Regions from separate parts of the Triticum aestivum genome. Here region 2 is linked to region 1. Evidence: chromatin contacts called from public Hi-C data. All regions are on one chromosome and are shown on one strand. The core of a region is the stretch at or near the end of the contact, and the rest is flanking DNA. Distances in the headings are between cores, read along the strand shown. Region 1 holds the start of LOC123116205 (glutamate receptor 2.7). Region 2 holds the start of LOC123112036 (glutamate receptor 2.9).

Region 1 (3,595 bases), core at 408-2,907:
CAGTTACATACCAAAAAAATTATCACCATGAAAAAAATGTCTGATTATCAGCATACAAATACAAAGTACAAAAAATGGCATGCGGAAATGTCTGATTATAAGCATGCAAATTGCCTGATTATTAGGATGAAAACTGCATGGTTATCTAGCAATTTGCTGATTATCAACATGAAAAAATGTCAGATTATCAGCACTCCTATCAACACAAAAAAAACCTTGCCATAAGTTGCCTGACGGTTGGCATGAACTTGCCCGGCACCAGTAAGTACAAAAATAAAAACAACTGTGTGCACATAAGTTGCCTGACAAATGGCATGAACTTGCCTGCTCTGAGGAAACACTAAAAAAACACCTGTGTGCCATAAATTTGACGATTGGTATGAACTTGCCCGCTCACGAGAAAACCTACTAACACCTCGTGCCATAACGCACCTGATGGTCATGATAAACTTGCCTGCTACAAAAAAATCACCAGCAAAACGCTGAAAAAGCATCTACACGGGGTAAAGAAAGGGAGGGATGAGGGAGAACGCGAACCCTCAAACTAGTTCGACCATGAAATCACACGAATCCGTCGCTCGCATTAACAAACATGGACAAATATGGAGATTTGATACCCCAGTACCTAACCTAACCAACGCCGCTGCCCAAAACATCGTAATCTATGGTAAAACCTACCAAAACCATAGAATCGACTAGCAAATCGATGGAAGCACTACGTGCCCTAGACAGAACGTGACGAACGGGAGAAACTCCCACCGCCAGAAATCGTGTCGTCGTACCTTCTTCCTTCGCCACCACACAAAACGACGAGGGCAGCCTCACTTCGCAACCGTCCGCCACCCTGCGAGTCGAGCACTGCGCGGTCGCCAAGCTCACGAGTGAGAGCCGCTCCCCGCGGCCAGCGTGCCGCGCGGGAGAACAACTCCGGCCGCCGACCACCCGCGACGCCGAACGCCTCTTGAGAGAACCGATGTGGACTATGGCGAATTTGGGCAGCGACGAGGCTTCGATTTGGGGGCGATTTGGGCGAGGGAGAGGGGAAGAAGAAACCGCCCACTCCGCCAAATGAGGGAGAGAGCCGTTTGTGGGGGAGAGAGATAATGGCGGGCCCCACCCAAGCGAGTCGCTTCGTCTCGACCATATTCCACCTGGCCGCACCACCACGCGACGCAACGCTCGGCCTCGCCCCGACCAGGTTACACCTGGGCCCGACCACGCACGGATTGCGACGGATCGGACGGCCATCGCCGCGTGTGCTCGGGAAGTCAGTTTAGTGCACGGGCACTTTTAGGAGTTTAGGTTTAGTATATAGATACATCTATTTTTGAACAAATGGAAGTCAAATATTTTAGAACAAATGGAGTATACACGAATATGCAACGAGTAGTGGTTTTACTTGTTTGTTTTTGAACTTTTGTGTAGCATTCTGGCGCTGTCACTGCTTGCTTTTGCTGACAGTAACTGATGAGATGCCTGGGATACGATCCAAATGAGACGTCACATTTGTCTCTGATTCCCACACACATACTCCGTATGTGTCTTCAGAAAAGAAACTACTGAAACGAATGCAAAACCCGCACGTTCTCTCTCGCGCGCGGTTCTACAAAAGGAGGTCAAACCCGCACGCGCAACCAATCGAATTCTTAAAAAAAAAAAGAGGAAGAATGACAAGTCAGTATGCGACCAAACTCTGGTAGGAGTTGTCTCGCCCAAGCAATTGACTGGCCTGCTCTCTCCCGCCCCTCCTCCATCTCGCCATGGCCGGAGACGCGCGCGCTCATCCCTACCTTCTATTCTTCCTGATCGGCCTCGCCGCCTCCTTCACCGTTACATCGCGGGCGCAGCCGACCGCGCCGACGGAGGTCAAGGTGGGGCTCATCGTCGACGCCGCCTCGCCCGTCGGCAAGGTCGCCACGACCACCATCTCCATGGCCCTCGAGGACTTCTACGCCGCCTTCCCCAACTCCTCCGCTCGGGTTCGGATCCAGCAGCACGACTCCGGCGGGGACGTCGTCACCGCCGCGTCCGCCGGTACGTATGACCGGCAGCCGCTTCTGCTGTTCCTTTCCGCGGCTCGTTTCGTTTGACGTCTCGCGCGTGCGTGCGTGCATGGTCGTGATTGCGTTGCGTGCAGCGCTGCAGCTGATGACGAGCCAGGGAGCGCGCGCCATCCTCGGCCCGCAGTCGTCCGTCGAGTCGGCCTTCGTCGCCGACCTCGCCACGCGGGCAGAGGTCCCCGTCGTGTCCTTCTCGGCCACCAGCCCGTCGGTGTCGCCCGCCTCGGCGAGCTTCTTCGTCCGCGCCGCGCTGAGCGACACGGCGCAGGCCGGCGCCGTCGCCGCGCTCGCCACGCACTTCGGGTGGCGCCGCGTCGTGCCCATCTACCAGGACGACGACTACGGCGCCGCCTTCGTGCCCTTCCTCGTGGGCGCCCTCACCGACGCGCGCGCCGAGGTCCCCTACCGCTGCGCGCTCCCGGAAGGGGCGACCCCCGACGCCATCGCCGCGGAGCTGTACCGCATGGAGTCCGAGCAGACGCGCGTCTTTGTGCTGCACATGCGCGCCGAGGTCGCAAGACGCGTGTTCGCCGCCGCCGCGGAGGCCGGCATGACGGGCGCCGGCTACGCGTGGATCATCACCGATGGGCTCACGGGCCTCATTGGCTTCGTGGACCCGCCGCAGGGCGTCATCGGGCTCGCGCCCTACGTGCCGACCACGCCGCGGCTGCGCGACGTCAAGAAGCGGTGGGTGCGCCGGTACATGCGTGACCACCCGGACGACGAGCCGGAGCACGCCGTGGTGGGCTGCTACGCCGTCTGGGCGTACGACGCCGCATGGGCCGTCGCGTCCGCGGCAGAGCGACTCAGCTCCAGCGACCTATCATCGCCACCGGGGCTGGTAGGCGGCAAGGGCGGCCCCACCGACATCTCCGGGGTCGGCAAGTCAAGATCGGGCGAGAAGCTCCTCCGAGCTATCAACGACACGACATTCGAGGGCCTCGGCGGCAGGTTCGAGCTCATCGACGGAGAGCTCGCGGTGCCGGCCTTCCGCGTGTTAAACATCGACGATGGGAAAGCTAAGGGCATCGGGTTCTGGACGCCGCGGTACGGGCTGAGCCGACATGTAGGTCGCGGTTCCAGCAAAGCGGGCGGCGAGCTCTCGCCGTTCATCTGGCCGGGAGAGTCGACGGTCCGGCCAAGTGGGTGGGCGCAGCCGACGAGCGCCGCGAAGCTGCGGGTGGCGGTGCCGGGGAGGATCCCGGTGAGCTACCGGCCGATCTTGCACATTGACGTGGACCCGGTGACGAACCGGATGACGGCTGGCGGGTTCGTGATCGAGGCGTTCGAGGCGGCGGTGCGGCTGCTTCCGTACGCTCTGCCGTTCGAGTACGTGAAGGCGGACCCCATGCCCTACGACCACTTGGCACAGGCGGTTAACAATGGGGTAAGTCATTTCTTCGATCGCAAACCATGCCTCTTCATCAAACCATGCATGTATCTTTTTCTCCAAGTCATGCATGCATTCATTTACATTTTTGCATTTATCTATCAATTTAAACCAAACCACCTCATCAAATCAAACCACCATCAAT
Region 2 (3,595 bases), core at 495-2,994, 140 kb before region 1:
GGCCCCGGGCTCTTATTGTTGGGAGTTTTCTGTATAACCGTTGCTATTTCGGCCCAGGTGAAAGGTATTTCCAGCGTGTTTAGATCAGCCTAGTCGTATAAGCTTCTGGGGTCCAAGGTTGGCAGTGACACAGATTGCTCGCCGAAGATACCGGTGAAGAACTGAGTGGCAATTTGAAGCTTGTCCTGGTCTCTGTAAAACTCTATGTCATCCTTAACCAACAGTTTAATCCTGTTTTTTCTGTGTTGACAGTTGGCGGCTGCGTGAAAAAACTTAGTGTTCTCATCTCCCAGAGTGCAACCTCTTATCTTCGCTCTTCTCCTCCCAAAGCTGGTCTGTCATAGAATTATTTGCTGGGCTTTTGAGTTGGCATGATTTCTGAGAGTAGCCTCCAGCTTGGATAGAAGTCTCCTTTCCTCTACAGCGTCAAGGTACTGAACAACATGATTGCAGTTGGCTAGAATTTCCTGCATGGGTGATTTCTTGCGTTCCTAGACCCTGATAGCAGCCCTTGTCCTTCTGAGTTTGAAACTGATCAAAGTAGCAGCTGACGCGAGTGGTCTGGTACCTCTCTTCCAGCTCTGTGTTATCAGATTTCTGACCTCCGGGATATGCAGCCAGTGGTTTCAAAATGAAAGAAAGAGCTTTTCGGTGTTTCCCTTGAGAAATTCACACCAATGAGCACGTGGTCAGAGGTTGTAGCAGAGAGGGCAGTAGCAGAGGTGCTGGCTCCGCTCTCTTGTTGGACCAGGTAAAGCTCCACACGACCATGGCCGACGGGCAGCACCTAACCACGGGCTCCGTCCATGAGCACCGCGGAACCACCACCAGGGCCGCCGCCCCGGCATCACATACCTTGATACCACCTCGCTCGAGACCCACCGCAACCCCACCTCGCTTGATACCACCAGGGTCTTCTCTTTAGCCTCACGACGAAAACCAGCCAAACGTTTGACTGTTCGTCCAGACGACCGGGACGGGAAGAAGCAGGACTAGAAAATCCCATGTCCAACCCACGGCCACCGCGTGATAGGATAGATAGCGTCCTTTTCCTCCACACACCGCCTGCTCTGAAATCCTCTCTGTGTGACCATTAATTCCCCGTCGTTCGACCTCGAGCTTGTTCCCTTGAAAAAGAAAGTCGAGCTTATCTCTGGCTCGTTACCCGCTGACTTTGATTTAGCGCGTAAACGGTCTTGAATTCTCATCAGCAGATTAATTGCTGCTGCAGAAAACTCCAGCGGTACGAACAGTATACGTAGCAGTACTACTGTGAGCCGAGTACTTCAACGGCCAACCACGGCGATTTGGCGATCTTGGGGCGGTCCTTGATGTTGAGGGGCAGACCCGGATCGTCAGTATGGTCAGTAACTTAATCTGACCCAACGCGCTCCACACGCAGCTCCCACGTCGCGGCGGCCACGCACCCCTCGTCCCGTCTGGGAACGCCATGGACTGCATTTGTTTATGGTCACACCTTTGGGGTAACATGCATCAGCTGGTTTCCTGAAGTTCGTGTTTGTTTTGTTCATTAGGCAGCACTCTCGAAATTACGTACCCAGCACAAGAACGAGCCAGCGGCACGCACTCAACTTAACTTGACCACGCCATCGATCTCAACTTCTCGACCAATCAAAAGCACGTAAGACAAGTATGATTGGAGAATTCCACGGCCGGCAGCAACGGTATCACCATTAATCTATCCGTATCTATCTATCAACCTGTCACTCACGCACAGCCAATTGAGTGTGAGCTTGGGAGACAGGCGCGTAGCCGGTCAATGGCCGATGGAGGAAACGAACTGGCTGGCGTGAGCGTGAGCATGTAAAGGGAGCAACGGAAGCCACCGCTTCACCAAAAGTACGTAGTGGCACACACCAGCGCTAGCATAGCAGCCATGACGACGGCGCAGGCGCTCTTCCGGGCCTCCACGGCGGCCCTCCGGCGCCACGGCCTTCTCATCGTCATCCTGCTTCTGCTGATCGGCGCTTACGGTGTCGCGGCGCAGGGGGGTGGTGTGGTGCCTCCGCGGCGGCGGCGGCAGGTGGTGGACGTAGGGGTGATCTTGGACACGAAGACGTGGGTGGGGAACACCAGCTGGACGTGCATGGAGCTGGCCCTCGACGACTTCTACGCCGACGCTAGCCACGCCCGCTACCGCACCAGGCTGAAGCTCCACCTCCGGGACACTGGCCCCGGCGCCGTCGACGCCGCGTCCGCAGGTATTTGTTGCGCCGTGAACGGCTCCCCCTCTCGGACGGAGCAGTAAGCTTCTTCTTCTTTTTTTTTTTTAAGGGAAAGACGGAGCTTTTTTTTTTTTGAGAACTGGGAAAGACGGAGCTTTGAGGAAGACGGAGGGCGTGGGCTGAAATATGGGCCGAATCTTCTACTGTGGCCCGAGCATGAGTGTTTTTTTTAGAATCATCCCAATTTCTCTATCCCCCGAACCCTCGTTTGGCCCATCGGCTCATCGGCGTGGCGCCGGCGCCGGCGCCGTTGCCATTTTCCCCGTCGGCGGTCGGGGCAGCTCTGCTAGCCTCGCCCTCGGCTAGTCGGCTCCTTGTCTTGCTTCTCGCGACGCCGTCACGCTGCCCTATCTGGCATAGAGAGAAGGTACCCCTTCTTCTCCGCCCCCCAGCTCGTCGCGGCAAGTAATTTGGAATGTCTTAGCCCTCGAGCCCCAACTAGAGCATACAAGTTTGATTTGGAACTGGAGCATACGAGTTTGACGCTTTCCCGATTTACTTGAAAAACTAGGGCCGTCAATCAAACTTGTTCTTTATTTTTTTCAAGGAAAAATGCACCTGTGAATTTGTTATTACTTGTGCTGTTAGTTAGGGTAGATCTGACATTGCTATTCTGAGAGATTTTCAATCAATTTACCATGTGTTATCAATGAGAGAACCATTAAAAAGTTCCAGTACTGATATGTACATGCCTACAGTTTCCTTGCATTTGCTTGATAGTATAAAGCATTAATTTGTTGCGAAATCTCTTTCTAAGATGCATAAGGATTACAGGCATTGATCTGCTGAAAAATGTCCGAGTGCAAGCGATTGTTGGACCACAGACTTCAACTCAGGCTAAATTTCTCGCGGAGCTGGGGAACAAATCAACGGTTCCGATAATTTCATTCTCCGCAGATTGCCCGTCACGATCGGGCCTAACACCATACTTCATCCGGACTGCATGGAATGACTCCTCTCAAGCAGAGGCTATTGCCTCACTTGTTCAGAAATACAATTGGAGGGAAGTTGTCCCTGTCTATGAGGATGATGATGATACCAATATCAAATTCATTCCCGACCTTATTGATGCCCTCAAACAAGTCGACACTCGTGTTTCATACAGGTGCAAGATCCATCCTTCAGCTACAGAGGATGATATGAAGACAGCTATCTCAAACTTGAAACGGAATTGGACAAGCGTATTTGTTGTGCGTATGTCGCATACTTTAGCGCATAAGTTTTTTCAGCTTGCCAAACAGGAAGGGATGATGAGCCAGGGCTTTGTCTGGATTACCGCGTATGGCTTGACAGATATCTTTGATGTGGTTGGTTCGCCGGCACTTGATGTGATGCAAGGAGTTCTTGGG

What was found. A called contact is a pair of places that touch in the nucleus more often than the background predicts.
Region 2: a contact with region 1 is called in a Hi-C map of leaf, with 8 times the contacts expected there. The contact joins the promoter of LOC123112036 here to the promoter of LOC123116205 in region 1. A contact is called at or near these places in 2 of 5 Hi-C or Micro-C datasets (both in leaf).

Annotation. Positions count from the first base shown.
Region 1 is chr5B:394,114,629-394,118,223 of IWGSC CS RefSeq v2.1, reverse strand. LOC123116205 (glutamate receptor 2.7) reads left to right here and starts at 1,657. Exons shown (of 3, transcript XM_044537199.1): 1 at 1,657-2,034; 2 at 2,138-3,447. The coding sequence starts at 1,761.
Region 2 is chr5B:394,254,575-394,258,169 of IWGSC CS RefSeq v2.1, reverse strand. It overlaps LOC123112036 (glutamate receptor 2.9), which reads left to right and starts at 1,744. Exons shown (of 4, transcript XM_044532940.1): 1 at 1,744-2,222; 2 at 3,021-3,595. The coding sequence starts at 1,898.